2 separate regions of the Ovis aries genome follow, and region 1 is linked to region 2. The links are chromatin contacts, called in public Hi-C maps. All regions are on one chromosome and are shown on one strand. The core of a region is the stretch at or near the end of the contact, and the rest is flanking DNA. Distances in the headings are between cores, read along the strand shown.

What was found. Hi-C and Micro-C count contacts between places; a contact is called where the count stands out from the background.
Region 1: a contact with region 2 is called in a Hi-C map of hypothalamus, with 3 times the contacts expected there. The contact joins the promoter of PEAK3 here to the enhancer-like site in region 2. A contact is called at or near these places in 2 of 16 Hi-C or Micro-C datasets (hypothalamus and omental adipose tissue).

Annotation. Positions count from the first base shown.
Region 1 is chr5:19,068,793-19,071,727 of ARS-UI_Ramb_v3.0, reverse strand. It overlaps PEAK3 (PEAK family member 3), which reads right to left and starts at 1,371. Exons shown (of 4, transcript XM_042250222.1): 1 at 1,288-1,371; 2 at 818-903. The coding sequence starts at 899.
Region 2 is chr5:18,991,568-18,994,607 of ARS-UI_Ramb_v3.0, reverse strand. The region is part of intron 1 of TMPRSS9 (transmembrane serine protease 9); the gene reads left to right. Among named protein-coding and RNA genes, the nearest start is that of TMPRSS9, 23 kb to the left of the region's middle. Within about 2 kb of position 1,772, at least 15 of the 54 cell types and tissues checked have an H3K27ac peak or open chromatin away from gene starts, as enhancers often do. A contact at or near this core is called in hypothalamus, where this site is marked.

The DNA of each region.
Region 1 (2,935 bases), core at 122-2,621, 78 kb before region 2:
CCAGGACTCTACCCTAGGTGGTAATTCCTGCCTCTCTAAAACGGAAAAAATGGGGACTTCTCTCGTGGTGCAGTGGTTAAGACTCCGTGTTGCCCCTGCAGGGGGCGCTGGTTCCATCCCTGAGCAGGGAGATAAGATCCCACATGCCACGGAAGTGGGGTGGGGTACCCCAAAAAACTTTTTTGACTGGAAAAAAATAGGGAGTTCCTAGGTGGTCCAGCAGTTAGGACTCAGCGCTCTCACTGCTGGGGCCGGGGTTCAATCCCTGGTCAGGGAACTGAGATCCCACAAAACCGCACTGCACCGCCAAAAAAAGAAGATACCAACGCTCAACTACCTTGTGCCCTACGAGTTAAGGATGCCATCTCCAATTTGCAAATAAGGAAACAATGCTTCAGAGGAGTGACAAGTCAGTGGCAGAGAAACATCCGGCCCCCACTTTCCTGTGTGGTTCTGGGCAGGTGACTGAGCCTCTCTGAGCTCGTTTCCTCATTTTTAGAAGCTGGCGATCCAGCTTTTTTTTAGAAAAAAAACCAAAGAGTTTTATTAAAATATTTAAAAAGCTGCTATAGGGGACTTCCCTGGTGGTCCAGTGGCTAAGACTCTGCTCCCAATGCAGGGGGCCCAGAACTAGCCAGGGAACTAGCTCCCACATGTCGCAAATACAACCCAGCACAACCAAATAAATAAGTATTTTTAAAAAGCTGCTATAATTGAGTTAAATGATTCAGTTAATGAAAGACCCAACCTTCCTGTTCTGGCTGCCTTACTGGCCACCTGTCCCACCGCCCACCCAGGACCCCTCCCAGGCTCTCACCAAGGTTGCTGTAGGTGTGCTGTGCTGAACAGGTGGGGGTGTTGGCCCCAGGCATCTTGGTGGGTGGCTCCAGGTTGCTCATGCTGCTGGGGGAAGATCAGAGTGGATGGCATGTGTGTGAGGGCCCTCCCTGCTGTGTGGCCCTTGGGAGGGTTGCTTGACCTCTCTGGGTGAATGTCGCCCATCAACCTTTCAGGGCTACAGGAAGGAACTTGTACTCTTGTGATAGAGACGAAATGTCCAGCTGGGAGGGCAAGGCATCTAGGGGGCAGGGGTAGCATCTGGGGGCCGGTGACAATACCCAAAGACCAGTACTTAGGCCTTGTCTGCAGAGCTCAGCCCCCTCAAGCGGTTACCAACAGCAGCCTGACCCCTAGCCCTGCCCCACCTAGATTCTAGGTCACCCCAGCCTTGAAAAGTGGCTTCTTCCTCCCAGCCCCAACCTCAGCCCCCCTCCAGGAGCGCCCTACCTTCAGGACTGGCTTGACCTCGGGGCAGGAGGCCCTTGAGGACCAACTCCCAATAGCTGCAGCTCCTGGCCTCCCGGACTGTCTGACCCGGTCCCTGCAGTGAACCGGAAACGCCAGGGCAACTGTTAGACCACAGGCCCAGACGGGAGGGGGCCTTTCTGCAGTACTTCCCCATGAAGGCTGATGGGCTCCAGGGCTGCAAGCTGATGGGAGGAGAAGGGAAGACGGGCCGAGGTCCCGAAAGTTACACAAGATGGGCGGCCGAGAGGATCGAGCCCTGAGAGGTTGGGGGGAATCGAGGCTTTTAAGACTCCCCCACCTTTGGGGAAGCAGGGAACCTCAGAAGTGAAGGTTCAAGGAGAAATTCAGCCAGGTGACCTTTCCTCTGTGGTTTTCACTTCCTCCGAAGCCACTTCCCCTTCTTCAGGATCATCTGAGAAGCCCCCAGAACGCATGCCCCCACTCCCCACCCATCCCAGGACCCTTGGCACGTAGTGCTCCATTTGAGCCCCAGTTCTGTGACTTGCTCTGTGACTTTGGGCCAGTTACCACTCCTTCCGTGTTCCAGCAAATACAGAAAAATGGCTCCTGTTTGCTGTCTCCAGCCACACTAGTTGGATTTGTTTTTTTAATTTAATCAACTCACTTCCCTTTCCCTCCACTACCTTAATGCATTGATTTAGAAAAAGAGATTTGATAATAGAATTACCATACATGGAAAATCAAGAAATGGTGAAAATCCAGGGAAAGCCAGACAGTGTGAAATTTTAGCTTAAGTACATGCTGTCTAAACTGTCTGGGGGCCTGAGGCTTACCTTACCTGCAAGGAGGCGTGAGTGGCCATCTCTCTGAAACCCAGCCTCTTCCCCTCTGTAGAGGAAGAACCAAGAAGTCACTGCAGTTGAGAAGATGCAAAGACATTTTTGTTTTGTAGTCTGAGCATCTTCCATGCTGAGTTTCTCCTGCCCCATCTCATTTCCCTTAGAGGGCTGGAGTCCACGAAAGGTCACACAGCAGGTCCAGGATGGGCTGAGAGGTCTACAGGCTGTTACTGGGTGCCCCCTGGGTGTGGGGAAGGAGAGAAATCCATCTCATGGAGTCCCCCACATTTTGGGCCGCTCTGACTTGCTGACCCTCAGCATTTCCAGTGTGAGGGTCCGTAACTTGATTCAACATTTTTTCTGTACTGGCACTCAGCTTCTGTAATTCACAGAATGGATATTCTCTGTCTTTAATCCATGGGGCAGCCTGTGATTTGGGTGGATTTCAGAATCATGCAGTGGGAGGACCGTGAGCTTGCGGAAGGGTCTGTGAATTATGCTGGACAAGGATTCCACAAATCCCAGACTGTTTCAGGCGGATCAGAAGGGACCAGGGGTACTGAGGAAATGGCCTCCTCACTGCCCAAACCCCTGCTGATTACCAATTCTTATTCTTCTCTTCATAAGACCCTGGGGCGGGGGGGAGGGGTAGTTACCCAGCCAGGCTATGGCTCCAATCCAGGATTAATTAGGGTGAGGCAAGCAAGACACTCACTTCAGGCACAGAATTTAAGGTGATGCCAACAAAACAAAACACCCCAGTAATCAAGATAAATAACATTTTTGCTGTTGCTGTTCGTTACTAAGTCGGGTCTGACTCTTTGCAA
Region 2 (3,040 bases), core at 523-3,022:
TTTTCTTCGTGTGTTTTGCAATTTTGAGATTGAGAACTTATCCTTAGCACGCTTTTATCTGTTGGAATCCTGTAGAATCTAAGATGAGGGTGTGTCTCTCTTAAAAAGTTTTGTCTAACTTTGTTTTTCTGCCCTTTACCCATTGGCTTTGACCGCTTAAAAGCAGAAGAGTAACTGGGTTTTCCTGGTGAAAGATCAGTCTGGCTCTAGTGTGGATAATGAAGTGGAGAGTCCAGGTTGTTGCAATAATTCAGATTTGAGGTGGTGACAACTTGCACTAGGCAGTATGGATGAAGACAAAAGATGAACCCTAGACCAAAGGTCACCATATTATGGCCCTCAGATTAACTGCAGCCAGTTGCCTATTTCGTGGAAACATAGCCATAACTGTGTGTTCACATGTGCCTGATGCTGCTTTTTGGAGAAGGCGATGGCACCCCACTCCAGTACTCTTGTCTGGAAAATCCCATGGACGGAGGAGCCTGGTAGGTCGGACATGACTGAGCGACTTCACTCTGACTTTTCACTTTCATGCATTGGAGAAGGAAATGGCAACCCACTCCAGTATTCTTGCCTGGAGAATCCCAGGGATGGGGGAACCTGGTGGGCTGCTGTCTACGGGGTCGCACAGAGTCGGACATGACTGAAGCGACTTAGCAGCAGTAGCAGATGCTGTTTTTATGACGTGACAGAGTTGTATTAATAGTAGACTGTGGGACTACAAAGCTGAAAATCATCCTCTGGCTCTCTGCATACGAAGTTTAGTGCCCCCTGTTCTAGAGACGTGCAGGATATTGAATCTGCAGGACTTGGTGATAGACATGGTCTGAAGAGACTAAAAACACTCATCCCTCACTGTCTGAGGGACACTGAAACCCAGAGATGCTCAAATCCCTTATATAAAATGACTTAGTGATTGCATATAGGGGCCTCCCAGGTAGCTCAGTGGAAAATAATCTACTTGCCAATGCAGGAGACACAAGAGACGCAGGTTTCATCCCTGGGTCAGGAAGATCCGCTGGAGGAGAGCATAGCAACCCACTCTAGTATTCTTGCTTGGAGAATCCCATGGACAGAAGAGCCTGATGGGCTACAGTCCATGAGGTCGCAAAGAGTTGGACAGGACTGAGGAGCCTGGTAGGAGGCTGTCTGTGGGGTCGCACAGAGTCAGACACGACTGAAGTGACTTAGCAGCAGCAGCAGCAGCAGCATAGCAGTGAAAGGTCCCAATCACTGGACCTTCAGGGAACTCCCCCAGCTAATGCTTTGTTTGCAGCTAAGTGAGACCCAGCAGAGGACCCCTAAAACGTGCCAGCTTCCTGACCTGCAGAAACCATGAGATAACGAACATGCATTGTTTTAAGCAGCTATGTGTGTGATAACTTGTTACGTGGCAGCAGCTGACTAGCACACCTCCTCTAAGAGGGCCCTGGCTTGCTCCCTCCTGCCACCGGGCTTTTACATATTTTGTTCTTACTGTATGGACATCTATTGCTTCCACCAGGCACTGGCTGGATTCCTGTTTATCCTTCAGAACTCATGTAACTCAACCCTCCATCAGGAAGCCTCCCCTGACCCCTGTCTAGATCAAAGCTTCCTTTTGACAGAGACCCAAAGCCCCATGGACGCAGCCATTATTGTAGCCACAATTTTAATTTACTTGGGTCTCTGTCACTAAGATTTATGCTCTGTGAGCTGAGAATCACATCTGTCTCATTAAGGGCTGGGTACCCAGCACAGAGCAGCCGGGCCTGGCCAGTCGTAAATATCAGATTGATGGAGACAGTGAATGGAGCTTCTATGTTCAATGCTAAATAGCAGCGGGGCCCCTTTGTGCCCTAATGATGGTGATGACAAGACAATTTGGAGAACACAGGAATCCTTAGAAAACCCAAGGGGTAGGGGGTGACAGGGCCAGCTGGGGTTGAATGAACGTAGTGTGTGTGTTTGTAGGAGGGGCTGTCAATGAGCTCATACACTACATTTGTGTTTCCAGCCCCAATCACAAAAGTGAATCTTGGTGTCTTTGTCCTTAAAACATTTCATCAAGTGATTCTTAGAGCTTCTCTGGCTCCTCAGACAGCAATTCAGCTCAAGTGTAAGAATAAAGGGGTGAGCATTGTGCGACCTTGCTCTCCACCCCTGTACTACTCCCCTTTCTTACCGACTCTGGATGGGTGGTGAGGTACAGAGTGGCTGTTCCCAGTTGGACGTGTTACCTTGATCGGATAGGACATTCTGGCTGGGCCCCGGGGTGGGGTTCCAGATTTAACAATAAACATACAGCACACCCAGATAAATTTGAATTTCAGGCAAACAACAAATACATTTTGGGGAGACTTCCCTGTCAATCCAGTGGCTAAGACTCTGTGCTCCCAATTCACGGGGCCTGGGTTCGATCCCTGGTCAGGGAACTAGATCCTGCATGCTGCAACTGAGATCCAACATAGCCAAATAAATGACTTGAATACAGAATTTTAAAACGCTTTTTCTTAACACAAGTATGTTCCAAATTTTGCACAAGACATGTTAGGGACTGTGTGTGTCAGGTTCTCTAGAGAAAGAGAACCAGCAGAATGAAGAGGAAGACAGAGAGGCCGGAATTAGCTCAGTCGTGGCAGCTGGCAAATGCAGAATCTGCAGGGCCGGCTGGAGACCCTGGGAAAAGTTGATGTTGCAGCTCAAGTACAAAGGCCACCTGGAGGCAGTATTCTCCCTTCTTTGGGGGGAAACCTTGATCTTTTCTCTTAAGGCCTTCAACTGATTGGATACAGCGCACCCACACTACAGAAGCTCATCTGCCTTACTCAACGTCAACTAGTTAAATGTTAATTATGTCTTCACAGCAATGTCAAGAACCACGTTTGGTCAAAACCCAGCATCATGGCCTAGCCCTATGGACACATAAAGTTAACTGTCACAGGATGTTTTTGTCATGCTTTTTGTTTGCTTGTTTGTTTTGGCTGAGCTGTGTGGCATGTGGGATCTTAGTTCGCTGACCAAGGATCAAACCTGTGCCCCTGTACTGGAAGCTTTGAGT